Regions from separate parts of the Zea mays genome. Here region 2 is linked to region 1. Evidence: chromatin contacts called from public Hi-C data. All regions are on one chromosome and are shown on one strand. Each heading gives the region's core, a stretch centred on a gene start, on an enhancer-like site or on the middle of the called end of the contact. The rest is flanking DNA. Distances are from core to core; before and after follow the strand shown. Region 1 holds the start of LOC100275151. Region 2 holds the start of LOC100284161 (heavy metal-associated domain containing protein).

What was found. A called contact is a pair of places that touch in the nucleus more often than the background predicts.
Region 2: a Hi-C map of ear shows a contact between it and region 1, with 3 times the contacts expected there. The contact joins the promoter of LOC100284161 here to the promoter of LOC100275151 in region 1. A contact is called at or near these places in 3 of 25 Hi-C or Micro-C datasets (bundle sheath, ear and tassel).

What each region holds. Positions count from the first base shown.
Region 1 is chr7:78,898,324-78,905,355 of Zm-B73-REFERENCE-NAM-5.0, reverse strand. It overlaps LOC100275151, which reads right to left and starts at 3,312. Exons shown (of 2, transcript NM_001362849.1): 1 at 3,203-3,312; 2 at 2,710-2,955. The coding sequence starts at 3,290. The coding sequence ends at 2,852. It overlaps LOC100273895, which reads left to right. Exons shown (of 2, transcript NM_001148287.1): 1 at 1-181; 2 at 1,255-2,537. The coding sequence ends at 2,386.
Region 2 is chr7:79,166,609-79,174,106 of Zm-B73-REFERENCE-NAM-5.0, reverse strand. It overlaps LOC100284161 (heavy metal-associated domain containing protein), which reads right to left and starts at 1,795. Exons shown (of 3, transcript NM_001157058.2): 1 at 1,666-1,795; 2 at 1,494-1,572; 3 at 558-1,389. The coding sequence starts at 1,674. The coding sequence ends at 974.

The DNA.
Region 1 (7,032 bases), core at 2,063-4,562:
AGGTGAAGCTCTTCAACGCCGACCCGGGAGTCCTGCGCGCGCTCGCCGGCAGCGGCATCCAGGTCATGGTCGGCGTTACCAACGACGAGCTCGCAAGCATCGCGGGGTCGCAGGCGGCTGCAGACGACTGGGTTGCGCAGAACGTGTCCCGTTACGTCGGCCGCAGCGGCGTCGGCATCCGGTGAGCCCCAGAATTTCTCTGGATCTCTCGCAATGTAGCATTGAAGTACAACCTTTTTTAGTCTTGCTTCCTCAGTCTTAGAATTTGGTTGGGCAACCCAGGATTTATGTAGTCAATGTACTTGAATTGGGTATATGTGGTGTCACTTTTTAGCTTTCAGTGGAGTATTCGCTTTGTTGAACTCCCTTGATTCTTGTGGAGCCGATGATGAACCTTTTTGTATGTTTCTTGTTTCGTGGGCATGAAGATGAGATGTTTCAAGTATTTTTTTTTAATTTGAATGAAACGTTTCTAGATGCAGTGCTTTAGTTTATTTAGCTTTAGTGGACTGTTTTTCGAGTCAATAGCTGATTGGTTTGGTGCAGAAGATGATCTCTTTTTTTTTCTTAATGTGGTTGCATAGATGTGGAGCATTGGTAATTCGAATTATGTGAAGAAGCTGGTCCATTTGCTCATCTTTTGTTCAGTTTGGTGCCTTTGCTAAGATATCGGTATAGTTATTTGAATTTGCAGTGACATATCTGGTTTCATCTATTTTGAATGTTTTATCATAGAATTCGATTAGTACATCTATATTCTTTTCAAGCATTATTTCTGCTTGTCTTTGTAGCAATATAGTGTTCTTTATAATCTGTATTAAATTGCAAGGGACTTGAGCTGCTGTCACTTCAAAGCAAGCAATCACTCTGTTGTTCTTCATATTGCACAAAAATTAAATTTCATCCGTCAAGTTGCCTAACACAAATCATGTTATTCTTTGTTTACGCAAAGTGAAACTGACCATTTAAATTAGTAGACACCAATAATAGTGAGAGGTTAAGAGTGATGTGCAAATGGTCAATAAATTATTATGAGAGCATTGCAGAATTACTGCTCAAGAAAACTGGTATAGTTGATTCAGGTTAACGATGCTTAGTCTGGCAAGTGATTTGTTTTTGCGTGTTCTTTACGAAGTTACTTTCTTTTTCATCAAATTTCACTTGGAATCTTGAATGTGGTGTGTCCATACAGGATTGACCGATTGACTCTGAAACAGTTGATTTCTTTGTCTAACTATGCATTTGTTTTTACAGATACATTGCTGTGGGCAATGAGCCTTTCCTGACAAGCTACCAGGGTCAATTCCAATCATATATCATTCCGGCGATGACAAATATTCAGCAATCACTGGTGAAAGCTAATCTTGCTAGCTATGTAAAGCTAGTAGTTCCCTGCAATGCTGATGCTTATCAGAGTGCTTCTGTTCCATCTCAAGGAGTATTCAGGACTGAATTGACTCAGCTAATGACCCAGCTGGCTGCTTTTCTGAGTTCTAGTGGGGCTCCATTTGTCGTCAATATCTATCCATTCCTCAGTCTTTATCAAAATTCAGATTTCCCACAAGATTATGCGTTCTTTGAAGGATCTACTCACCCAGTAGTAGATGGTCCGAACGTGTACTACGATGCATTTGATGGGAACTTTGACACATTAGTTTCTGCTCTCAGTAAAATTGGCTACGGGAACCTACCAATTGCAATTGGTGAGATTGGTTGGCCTACTGAGGGAGCACCAAGTGCAAACTTAACTGCAGCAAGGGCATTCAATCAAGGGCTTATCAATCGTATTACAAGCAACAAGGGAACTCCACTCCGACCTGGTGTGCCACCAGCTGATGTATATCTTTTCAGCCTTCTCGATGAAGAGGGGAAGAGCATACTACCAGGAAACTTTGAGCGGCACTGGGGAATCTTCTCCTTCGATGGACAAGCCAAATACCCCCTGAATCTTGGGCTGGGAAATTCAGTACTGAAGAATGCCAAAGAGGTTCCGTACCTTCCATCACGTTGGTGTGTCGCAAACCCTGCTCGGGATCTTGACAGTGTTTCAGATCACATGAAGCTTGCGTGCAGCATGGCGGATTGTACCACTCTGTACTACGGAGGTTCATGCTATGGCATCGGGGAGAAGGGCAATGTTTCATATGCTTTCAACAGCTACTATCAGCAGCAGAAGCAGGACCCAAAGAGTTGTGATTTTGGTGGGCTTGGGATGATAACATACCTTGACCCATCTATGGGCGAATGCCGCTTTCTTGTTGGTGTTGATGATAGCAAGAGCTCTGCAGTCGCCTCTTGTGGCGGTGGATGCTGCGGGGTCTGCTGTGGACTCTGGGTTTTAGCTTTGTGGGTGCTCACGTACCTTAGAATGATGGGTTCCGCTTGATTCTCAAATTGATATACCTTTGTGCCAATGTTTAGAAAGATTGTACAATTGACTTCTAGGTCTAGGAAGGAATGGACTGCACTGTCGCCACATGAGATTAGGAAACCAGGATTTATATATATAATTTAATTTATTGTTGAAAATTATGCCCATCTCTGAATCTGTTTTCCATTAGTTCCCGGGAACTATATACTACATCCGTTCATTTTTATTTGTCGTGTTTTAGTTCAAAAATGATCTAGTGGTCGATAAATATTCAAGAACTGAGATAATATACTATATTAAAGCTATGGTAAATTCTCCTTTTGTTGTAGCACCTGATGGAACCAAAGAGATGTTTTATTGTCATGCATGCTGCAGCATATATATCATATGCTCACAGAAAAGTGGCGGGATACTATAACAACTTTCCGGCGGAGTTTATTATGTATCATCATGATACTGTATTTATGATCTATCTCGAATTCAGCGGGTGGACGGTGGTGGCGTGGGCGGGCAACAGTTGTCGCCGCAGCAGGCGTGGCCGCATGTCACCTTCGGATGCTGCACCAGCCAGCAGCATTGGCATGCTGAAATGAAATGAAATGCATCCATGATCAGTATCGGACTACCAGGATCAGGAAAAGCTGTGAGATGATGCCAACAGGCTAACAGCATATGAGCATGACTGATGGCCTAACTGCCTGCAAGGCCGTCAGGGACACTCCTCTACTGATGACAACAATTTAACAGCATCTTTGGTCGGTGGAATACTAAGAAATGAATGAATGAATCAATCAATCAATCTAGTGAAGAGAATATTCCGCACAGACTTACGGAGTGAGGCCGTCGCCGTTGTGATGAAGAGTGCAAGCAACATGATCCATGCCACAAGGGCGAGGACAGTGTTCTTTCTGCGGCTCATGCTCAGAGTTCTTGTCTCAGCTGAGATGGTAATGTGCCATCTGCTACGTATATATATATATATATAAAGGGATCGACGACCCGACCGCCTATGCAATTGTGATAAGATGCAGCCGCTTTGCTGGACTTGACTGATCCGACACTCTAGATCTCTCTGTGTTGACTCGTCAGATGCTGGTTTTTTTTTATAATTTCTTTCCTACTTGACGTTCCGTTTTCTTCGAATACAACTTTGGCTGTTCTGTGGCTACATGGATTAACAAGCTACAGGAATTTACTACGCACCGAATTTCTTGCACATACAACATATCTGGAATTTGTCCTCAGATAAACAAATCAGATTTAAAACTAAGCAACATGAATCCAGCAGGATTTTGGTCACAAGAAATTTCAAGATATCATCAGTAGCTAATTGATATTTCTTTTGAAATTTTTATGCTGCTTTCATTTCAACATTTTAATAAACATCTCGACAGTCTAGGGTGTTTGTTATTCAGTTGCCAGCAACTCAATTTAGCAATACCTGATTGGTGTCCATAGAACCTTTCAGGGGTTCCGCCATCTCAATGAAAAAAATATACCGTATGTTTTAGTTGCTTGTATGAGCAAAGAAAATATACCGGCGGGTTGGTCGCTTGCTTTTGACTCCAAAGAGAAACCAAAACAAGACAACAATCTGAATTAATACTTTCTACGCCTTTTAATTAATTCTCTTTAGGAAGATTAATTAAAGAAAGAAGGCTAAAAGATTAAACGATAACTAAAAACATCAAGGTATACGGATATGACAGAATGATTCGTTCTAAATTCATTACCCTTCTTCGTTCATTATTGTGAATAATTACAAAAATACCTTTGACTTATGGAAAACACGAAAGCAAGACAATACAACTTCGAAGGCAGAGCAATTCAGTTCTCTCTCGTTCCTGGTCGCGAGTTCTGTGGACATTGTTCGTTATTTATAATGGCAGAATATAATTTCGTGTAAAATTACACACATGTTCATAAACTCTCTATATATGAACTATGACTCTTGCACTCTTGCAGTGGTAGTGCTTTCTTTTTCCTCCATTGACGTGTTGGCCAAGCATGCATCTCACCTGCTTTTGCTTCATATATTATTAGTACCGCGGAACTCAAGCTTCTTCTCTCCTTTGCTCCTATCTGCCCGTTAATCCCATGAGGTTGAAACTTCCTAGCTTCATCTCTGCTTCACGCATCGTTGCAGACGAAGGACAGCTTCACTATCATTTTATAGTATCTGAAACATATTTGACTGATAATACAATTCTTTGAGGACTTTCAGCAATAGAGGCCTCCAACACCGTAGATCACTGGATCCTTAAGGGTTGATTTGATGACAAGAGAATCACGGAAGAATTTGAGGGGATTGAGGGGGAAATAAACTAATTTCCCCCTTAATCCCCTTCAATCCTCTCGTGATCCCGGGTCACCAAATCAACCCTAAAGGAATAATTCCCTGTGTGCCATTAGAAATTATTGCTACTGTCCTATATGTCATACATAAAAAAAAATTGTCCTATATGTCACTCGATGACATCCAAGGGAGTATAAATTTCAATGGCATATAGGGAAATTTTCCATCCTTAAAACACTTGTTGTTTGATTCGTGTACCAGCACATGCAGCACCAGCAGCCGACAACCTCGGGTTAGGCTTGTCGTGCTCGTGCGGGCACAAGCCGTGTAGGCACGAATGCAGCATGGGGTAATGCAGGGGCACCAGCACACGCAAGTCGAGGTTCAGCAAACACGCAGGATCCTACTAGTCGTAAATTGATCCTCGGAGAGAAAAGTTGCAGATTTCATTTACAATTTAGATGAACGCATGTAACGAACTGGGCATAAATTGTTAGAATTTGTACGGTCTAGTTCTCCTAAATTCGTATGTAAAATTTTTAATAAACCCCAAAGGTGCAATAGCTATCTTCTTTAATACTCCCTCCATCTTAGAATACTAGTCGTTGTTAGAATTGTAAGCAGATATTATTAACATCTGATCATCCAAAGAGATTAATTATTTCAATTGATAGTTTTTTCGGATATCCGATAAATATTGAATATAGTATGGTTGATATTATCCGAATATCCGGATATATCGGATATATCCGGCCTACTATCTGATTAGTATTCGGCGTTGATTCAACCCAACGGCAAGCCGGCAAGGGTTCGGTGGACAGGTAGCTGCAGCGGGCGGCGGCCACTCTACATCGGCAGGCAGTGGGCGACGCCACTACATCACCACTCACAACTCACCAGCCACCAGGTAATTGCAATCGTTGCCCCATTTTGATACCTTTGTACTCTTTGGTCTTTAGTTCTTTACTCTTTAGTCTCTAGATTAGCAGACATATATCTTTTGACCTACTGCAGTGAAGGAAACATCAATTGTTGTTCATGTTGATGAAGGTGCTGAGGAATCATTGGTGCCTGCTGCAAAGAAACTGAGAGAAAAAAGCCGCGTATGAGGTTTGGGACTACTTCACAGAGTCCATGGTGGAAAAGAAGGGAGATAATGACAACATGGAAAAGGAAGTTTGGGTGAAATGTAAGAGGTGGTCATTCAAGAATCGTTGTGACACGTGGTGAGAAATCTGTCCGTCCTCGTTGCTGCTGGCTGTTCTAAATAGCAAATATAGCCTTTTCTATTTATTTAGTGACAAATAGTTACAGTTGAACTACACATCATTCTCGTTTCAATTGTTTACGGTTACAACTATGTAATACCCAATTTGTAAGAGAAAATATAAAAAGAGAAAAACAAATTTATTTCCTTTATTTATATGTGTGGGTTGAGTCTATTTGTCATCATATGTGAACACCATATTTAAAAACAAATAATTAATAAAATATATGTCACTAAATTATGCATCATGCTAGACTTTATTTTGTGTGCATTTTGTGACAATATAAAATAATGTTAAAAGAAAAATATTAGTACTCGAATTGGATGTAAGATTTAAATTGGAATTTTAGAATTAGAGGAGAAGAGCACTAGTACCACAAAATAAATACCAAAATAAATAAATAGATAAAATTTCTTTATACCATGTTTAAGATGTACATTTTATGAGGAAATAAATGTACTAGGAAGTTTGAATTTGAAATTGAAATTCGAAATGGGAAAAAGAAAGAAAAGGAAAAGGAAATATAAAAGGAAAAAGAAAATAAAAAAAGGAAAGACTACTTGGGCTTCGGTACTCAATTCGGCCCAATTCCCCTTTTTAATCCAGCGCGACCCACTTCTCCATCCCGCGCGCGCCGACAGCAGGGCCCCATGGGGCAGTCTCTCATTCGCATCTCGCGCACACTTGCCTGCTTCTCCCTGTTACATCGACCTGCGGGCCCCTTCTGGCAGCTGCTATTCGCGACTCAGTCACCCATCAGTGCCCTCGTTCATATGTCACTAACCATTGGGCCGGTGTCGTCAGCTCCATCTTCAACTGAATCCTGCGCATGGCGGGCGGCGCGGTCTCCTTCCCCTTCTTCCGGAGCTGCTGGTCACGACTCTGATTCCGTGGCTCCGGGACATTAAATACAGTGCTCGCCCACGAACCCTCCACCATAAACCGCACCATTAGCACCACGTCAGAGCACCTCGTCGTGAGCAGCGGCGGCGCAGGGTGTGCCCATCACCGAAGATCTCTCGGCGCCGCTTTTGGGGCCTTAGTGCAGGTTGTGGCGCTGCGTTAGGTCTCGGTGGTCACGTTCGTAGCCTTGGCAG
Region 2 (7,498 bases), core at 546-3,045, 270 kb before region 1:
TAGGTATGCTCTTGTTATGATGAATATATGGCACACAACATAAGGAGATTTACTATATCCTCATCATATACATTTTTGGGTATTACACATCTGCATTTACCCTTAAATCCGGGTGTGACAGATACATAGAACTTATCCATTTAACTGGGAAAAATGGACCAACTCTTGTAATATGCATTTGACGGCCAGACGCTCCACATGAAGTTGCTTCGCCTCGATACACCCTTCCCAATGATGCCACGTGACACCTCTAATTAAACTCGGCGAAACCACCCTTCCATAACGCCAGGTGGTTTTGAGGCTCAACCACCAAAACAGTTGTGAGTAGCGTACTGCATATGCGTCCCTCACATGATTGGTAGCCCGGCTGGTTGTGCGTTGACAGTGGTCGCAGACATGATTGGCTTCCTGTGTCGGACGAGGTGAGCCTGCACACACATGTAGCATAGGCAATTTTTACTGCTCAGCACATGCAATTTTTTCTGCTCCCACCTGCACGCGTGGAGACCAATCACTCGGATTCCGCAGGCCGTGTGGAGCGTGCAGGTGGGAGCAGGCCGGCAGATGCTCGCGGGCATAGGAACCAATCACTCGGATAGTGTATAAACACTAATTTTATTGCAATCCTTTTCTTCAACAAACACTACAACTTTACCAAAAACGAAAGAAACGAAAAGGAAACATCGGTGCTGCTACTTAGTCTGCACTTGAATCATAATCTTGCGGAACAGCTCTGCCTCCCATTCCACCAACACCTCCAACTCCAACAGATCAATCCGTCAACTTTGCTGGCCAACCCTGTACATAATTACACGGATGATAATGCCCATCACATCCTGGATCATCATCCTCTGTTGCACAGCTCAAGGCAGCATGGATCATCTTGTCCGGACGAACCCAACCATGTTAATCTGATCTCCATGTGTTCGGCCACCTTCAACCAACTCCTCAGATTAACTTGTAGGATGTTTTTTCACATGATGCTGCATCCAGGGTCCTGTTCTTGCTGCGGGTATGCTGCAGGATAGGAGTAGGCGGCGGGGTAGGGCGGCATGGCGTTGTACTGCTGGTAGGCGGCAGGGTACGAGACCGACGGCATCGCCTGGTAATGGCCGCCGTAGCCCCCACCGCCGCCACTGCTCTTGCCGCCGCTGCTCTCTTTGCTCTCCTTGCCCTCTTTGCCACCACCGTATCCGCCGCCACCGTACATCATGCCACCGGCGCTCCCGTAGCCGTACCCGTCGCCCTTCTTCTTGTCGTCGCCGGAGCTGACGCTGAGCAGCTCCGCGTAGCCGAGGCTGCGCCGAAGGATGGTTGTGAGCGTGATGGGGTCGACTCCATCGCCGACGACGGTGATCTTGTCGCCCTCCATCGTGGCGGACGTCACACCTGCGGAATCGTCCGGCACCCCAGGAAGCAGCAATTGTCAGAACCTGGGACTTGATGATGATGATGCCAATCAAATCGCAGTGATTGTTGTAGGTTGGTCTTACCGTTCATTCCCACAGCTGCCTTGAAGGCCTTCCTCCTCTTCCTCTCGTCATCCAGGGGCAACTTGAGCACAATCTTTTGCTGCAGCGAGAAATCGAAGAACACAGAATGAGCTCAGAACAAAAACCAAAACATTCAGGCACAGAAACGAAGACGGCAGGATGAGCAACCAACCTTGCCCATCTCTGTTCCACGGAACCAGGCCGTACAACAGTACTGGACTGGTCTGTACTTGGAGTCAATAGTATCTCGTGCGATATGATTGCTGAGCAAGACAAGAGGAGCTCTCGTGTGTTTGAGACACGAAGTACATGGCCACCACCACCTTATTTATAGGCAGGCAGGCAGGCAATGAGCAGGACGGCAGGTTGAGAGAGAGAAGGGTTTCCTAATTCCTATTATAATAAATATGTAACCACTGTATGTATGGGAGGAAGCAGCAAAGAAGGCTCTGGACAGAGAAGATGAAGCTTAGCAACAAAATGGAAGAAGAGAACAGCCAACCAATCAATCAGCAAGCAGTGCACGGCTACTGAATAATCCACGAGACGCACTGTGCCAAATGCCCAGCTCACGCTGAAGCTGGCTGGAGTTCGTGGAACCTCAACATCAGCGAGTGGCTGGTAGGGTCTGGTCGGTGCTACCGTGCCACAACTTTCCACACACCTTGATTATAGCTACCTAGCTAGTTCATTTCAGCACACCACAACACAGGTCAAGTCTCTATCTCCTTGTGTCCATATTTTCCTTCTCTCTCTTTCTTTCCCAGATCAATCTCTCCTCTCTCCCTCTAATTAAACTGATTGCAAGGCAAAAATGTTTGCTGGCGTACTATCACTTACAGTAGCAATTAGTGGCGGCCTGGCTATTACACCATCACCCACTTTTTTTTAATCAGTTAGCATGGTTGTTATACATACTAATTATTTGATACCTAGGAAACTCATGCGCTAAAATGAAATTTATCAAACTTCCGTTCCTAGCTTTTGAAATTGGATTAAACCAACAGCTGGCGCCTGGCGGACAGCATTTTCTTGTTTATATTACTGTAGGAGTATCATTTAGCTGTTTGTGCTGTCGGCTGTTGGTGATAGAGTTGGATGCTCTGTCTTGCCATTTCAATGTTTGAAGAAAGGGATAGGCATCAAAAAGGAGGCCGATGAAGTCTACATCGTCATTATGTTTGAAATTGAGGCGCCTGTAGGTCTCTTTCGGTGTGTTTCTTTTACCATGTCTGACACATGAAATTTCCCACGAGAGCTAGTCTGTGAGACACAAAACCGAAGAGAATTAAAGCCCTAAAATCCTTTTCTTATTCAAAAATTAGTAAGAAAAGGATTTTAATTAGTCTCTCTAATCTCCTCCGGCATTTTACCTCCAAAACTAGCTCTCAAAGTTGTATGCTTGAACAAAAAAAGATAAACGTTTGCTGTGAATATATACTGCCAAAAAAACCATGGGGGGTGGGGGGGGGGGGGGGGGGGGGGGGGGGGGAGAGCGCTCAGGATAAAGTTCGGACATGTCGTCTACATGAGAGTTTTACGGCTGGTATTGTTGTGTGTAGTACAAGATAGCTCAGGCCAGGATTTACAAACAAAATTTCGCTGAAATTCCAAATACAAGATAGCTCAGGCCACGAAAGAATTAATTATTCAATCTTTGCAGGTCACACGAGTGTCCGTAACTGTTATAGGGCACTACATCCGTGCTTTATAGGGCACTACAGTACCGCCGGCTCTGTTGGGCTCTGATAGTAACATATTTTCACTAGTGGGGCAGTAGAAATAGTTCTGTTGAGGGCTAAAATGAGCAACCGGACTGTCTAAGGTGAGACGAATTCACCAATTTAGGGTGTGTTTGGTTCGGCGACAGCCAGGACAGGGTCGTCCTCTGCCGTCCTCTCTCGTCCTTATAATTTTGAAAAATAACTAGAGATAACATTGTGATAGTACTGTTCCAACCATTGATCCTAAACCAAACGACTTTATTTTAGGAATCGTCTCATCCCGTCACGTCCTGTCATTGCAACCAAATGCACCTGAAGGAACCACCAATACATTTAAATCATTATAAATTAATTAGCCAAAGTTCACATTCAAGCAGAAAGAACAAAAACATGTATGCTTCGTGGAGACCAGGACTCGTTGAAAATTTTAGTACTATACTTCACTACCAAAGTACCCACTTTATTATCTGATTAACCTTTTCTAACAGCAATTATTGGAGGGACCCCCAAAAGATCTTGATGTTATTGCGTTGTAACATCACTGCTAAGAGCTATACAATTAAAAAGCATCGATCAGTGCTAATTAAGTATAAGACATTGGAAAATTTTCGCACGACATGCTCAGCCTGCTTGAAAAACATCAGCTATATCAACAAGAGATGAGTGATGCAATAAGATTAAGAGAAAAAAAACCATCATGATCATGAGTTAGTAAGAGCGATATCATGTGTAACGGATAGGTATGGTTTTTAACCGATTAGTTTTGACCTCAGTTGGACAAACACAAAGTTGCCGAACGTAAGATCCAAAAACCGGTTGCTGTCCAAGCAGGCCTTCGACCATGATGTTTATATGTCATCTTGTAGATTAATTGGATGTTGTCTAGTTGACAGTTCTTGATTAGCACAAAACTAGTTTTCGCTTTAACGTCGCTTAGTGCAGACGAATCAGCGAAAGAAAAACAAACTTTAAGCTTTTTTGACCTGTAAATCTTTTTTTCATGGCCCTGTAAATTTTTTCCCCAATCAATTCCACATGTTATTTTTTCAGTGGATATGAAAAAAATATTTACCGTACTGTGTCTGTGTGTTTGCATTGATAGTAATGATTTTTTTGAAAACTATTAAATCATAACAATTAAAATTAATGCTGCACCAAATGGACGTGTAAAGTACCGTTTTATATCGTAGATTGCACTATTTAAAGAGTAAAGTTTAAAATACAAAGTGAAATATAGAATAAGATAAAGAGTATTCTGAATTGCCTTGGTGACGCAAAGTTGCCGTTTCTCTCAGTTTGAAGGTTCCTGCAAAAGATTTTAGCGAGCAACCACCCACCATCATTTAGATTGTTTGGTATTATGTGCTTTCTTTTTGTCGTGAAGCCATTATCAAAATAGGTCATGTCATATGTTGCTTCTTCTTGCATTGTCGTGTCTCGTCCAGCCGGCCTAGCTAGCTAGCTATAGCTAGCCCGTGCCTAGCATGCAGGCCTCTGCACTGCATATGTGGCGTGCCCGTGGGGGCGGGCCCGATCGGGAAAGATTAGAGTACAGACTAGAGAGAGAGAGAGCTACATGGCGTCATGCTACGTTTTGGCCGCTTACCTTCCATGGTGTTTGGAGTGAGATTACAATCTCGTTTATATTGTTCAAAAACCGTTTTGTTGACCAGAATTTTACTTTCAAAATTTTAAAATTCTAAACCGAAATATAGGCACATATCCGTGCTATTTCACATTCACGTTTGGGCCTTACTTGAGATCGGCTAATTCATGAAAAAAAGTTATCTTAGCTATTTTGTAACCTCAAAATCATCAACTAAAAATAGTGCATTTAAATTATAGTAGTGAATATAGTAAAGAATATTTTTTAAAAATCAAGTGTTGAATCTTATTTACTTTTAGAATAATTTTTGTTTGCTTATAATTGTTTCATGATTGTTTTTACAAAAATTCTTTTATATGAAAACCTAATTAATTAATAAGATAACTTTGGTCCGAATCGCTCGGCCGAGCCGCCTTGACCCCGGTTGAGCCGCCCTCTCCTCTTCCACGCCAGAAACGGCCGCGTCTCTCCCCCTTCCTCTCCTCCACTCCCTCTCCCCTCATGAAGCTGCTGCCATTAATGGCTTTGAAGCCGTCGGCTGCCTCTCCCGCTCTCTGGCGCCCCTTCCTCTCTCCCTTGGCCTCTAGAAAAACCGGCCGAGCCGGACCTCTCTCCCCTCGCCCAAGCCTCTCCCTCACCTCTCTCTCTCTCCCTCGCCCTTGCACACCGACGGAGCCGTCGCCGCCGCCATCCACGGAGCCGCGCTGGATCGTCCGCGCCCTCCCGTGTCGCGCCCCTGCCGTGCCCCACCGAGCCCCTATCCGGTCGTGCCTCGCCGGAGCCACGCCCACACCGTCGTTCTTCGCCGCTGCGCCGTGCCCCCATGCCACACCATCGTCCGTTCGTCACAAGGTTGTAGACAACCTAGAATAATTTTATTAATTTTCGAAATCACGTTTTGAATTAGTTTATAAATTTTGTAATTATTGTGTTGTAATATGGGAATGTTGTGATTTGGAATTCACATGTATGTGAATTATTGATTTTTGGGCGTATATATATGCGATAATTTAGTGAATTATTATTAGTCATGTTATTTGGTTACAATGATTTTAGAATGTTGGATTAGAAAGAAGTATGACAAAGTTTGGTAGACATGTGTTAGTAGTAAAAACACTTGATAAGTAATTTCATAGTTAATTTTGTTTACGATGAATTTTAGAGTTTATCTAGAAGTTTACAATCAAAGGTTCATTTATACTCACTAAATAAATAATGAAAACTTCTTAACTAGAAATTAGTAAGTGGTGTAGAATTCATAATAATGCAAGTATTATAGTTTAATCAGTGGTTTAATTTATTATTAAATGTTTTGACCTCTGATTATTATAATGATGTTTTCTTTTAGAAAGAAAAGATAAAACTAAAAGGCGAATCATTATTTACAATAGAAATAATTAATTTATAATTAATTTTATTATGTAGAATTGGCTAAGTCATTTCATCTAAACTATGTTATGTAAAATACTTTCGTAGTCAAATGTCCATATAACTTTCTCTATTGACAATCCAAAATAGAGTTATAGTGAATTAATAAATGAATATGAATTAGGTTTTGTTCTAGGCACTTTTATAAGTATGGTTTGTTTGCATATGTCTATACATGTAATGGTATATGTTTGTTCATGTAATGGTGAATGTTATTCATGTAATGGTGTATGTGTTATTTATTTGGTGAATGTTTTCTTTTGTATGTACGATATGTGAATCTATATTAGAAGCTGACTATGTGGTAGAAGAACCGAATACGTTCGAAGACGACCCGCACGACACGTTGGAGCAAGACAAGTGGATTCTCCCTCTTTTCTGTTTGTACCCAAATATTGCATATAATAATGTTTACTTTTTGAATATTTGCATAATTTGATGGGATTTGCCTAAATAGGATTTCCTAGAAATACCAATCCTATTCCTTGATTACCCTGGGATAAATACTATGCTTAGCAATTGGTTCTACTGCTCCACTTGATAATTATGATGTCACTCTTTAATGATACTTTTGTTCCGAAAATGAAATTTGTGATACTATGTTAAACCGATGGTTAAAACAAGATCATGTTGTATTAAACGGAACATGGAGTGACCACCTAGGATAACAGTGCAACCACGAGTTCTATCATGGCTCTGGCTTTGGTAAATAGCTTTATAGACTTAGTTCTTAGCAATCCTACCTGAAAGATGGGCAAGAGGGGGTGACAGTGGTTTGGTGGCAGCTCATGTTAACATGGGGTGGTCATCTTGGCTAAGTTACCTTGCCCAGAGGGTCACAAATACTGACGTGGAAACCTTAGCGGGTGGCTTTGTACTAAGGATATCTTGTGAAAGCCTCATAATGGATCCCTAGCCATTCATGTCGGTAGTGTTTATGGGTCCGTACAACCCAGTCTAGATGGGATACATTGCTTGTGGGTAAAGTTGTACCACCTCTGCAGAATGTAAAACTGATATGTCAGCCGTGCTCGCGGTTAAGAGCAACCTAGACCCTCACATGATAATTAAACTTAAAGATGGAAAATAAATCGTGATCCGATGGTTTATAAATGGTTTGCTTAAGTGGTTTCACTTAACTGTTTTTGAGATATAATCATGTACTTATGTTTAATTGGGAATTTTGGGATACACTTACAACTAGTAAGTCAGGTGTTGTTAATAAAATATTGACCAACTAAAATGCT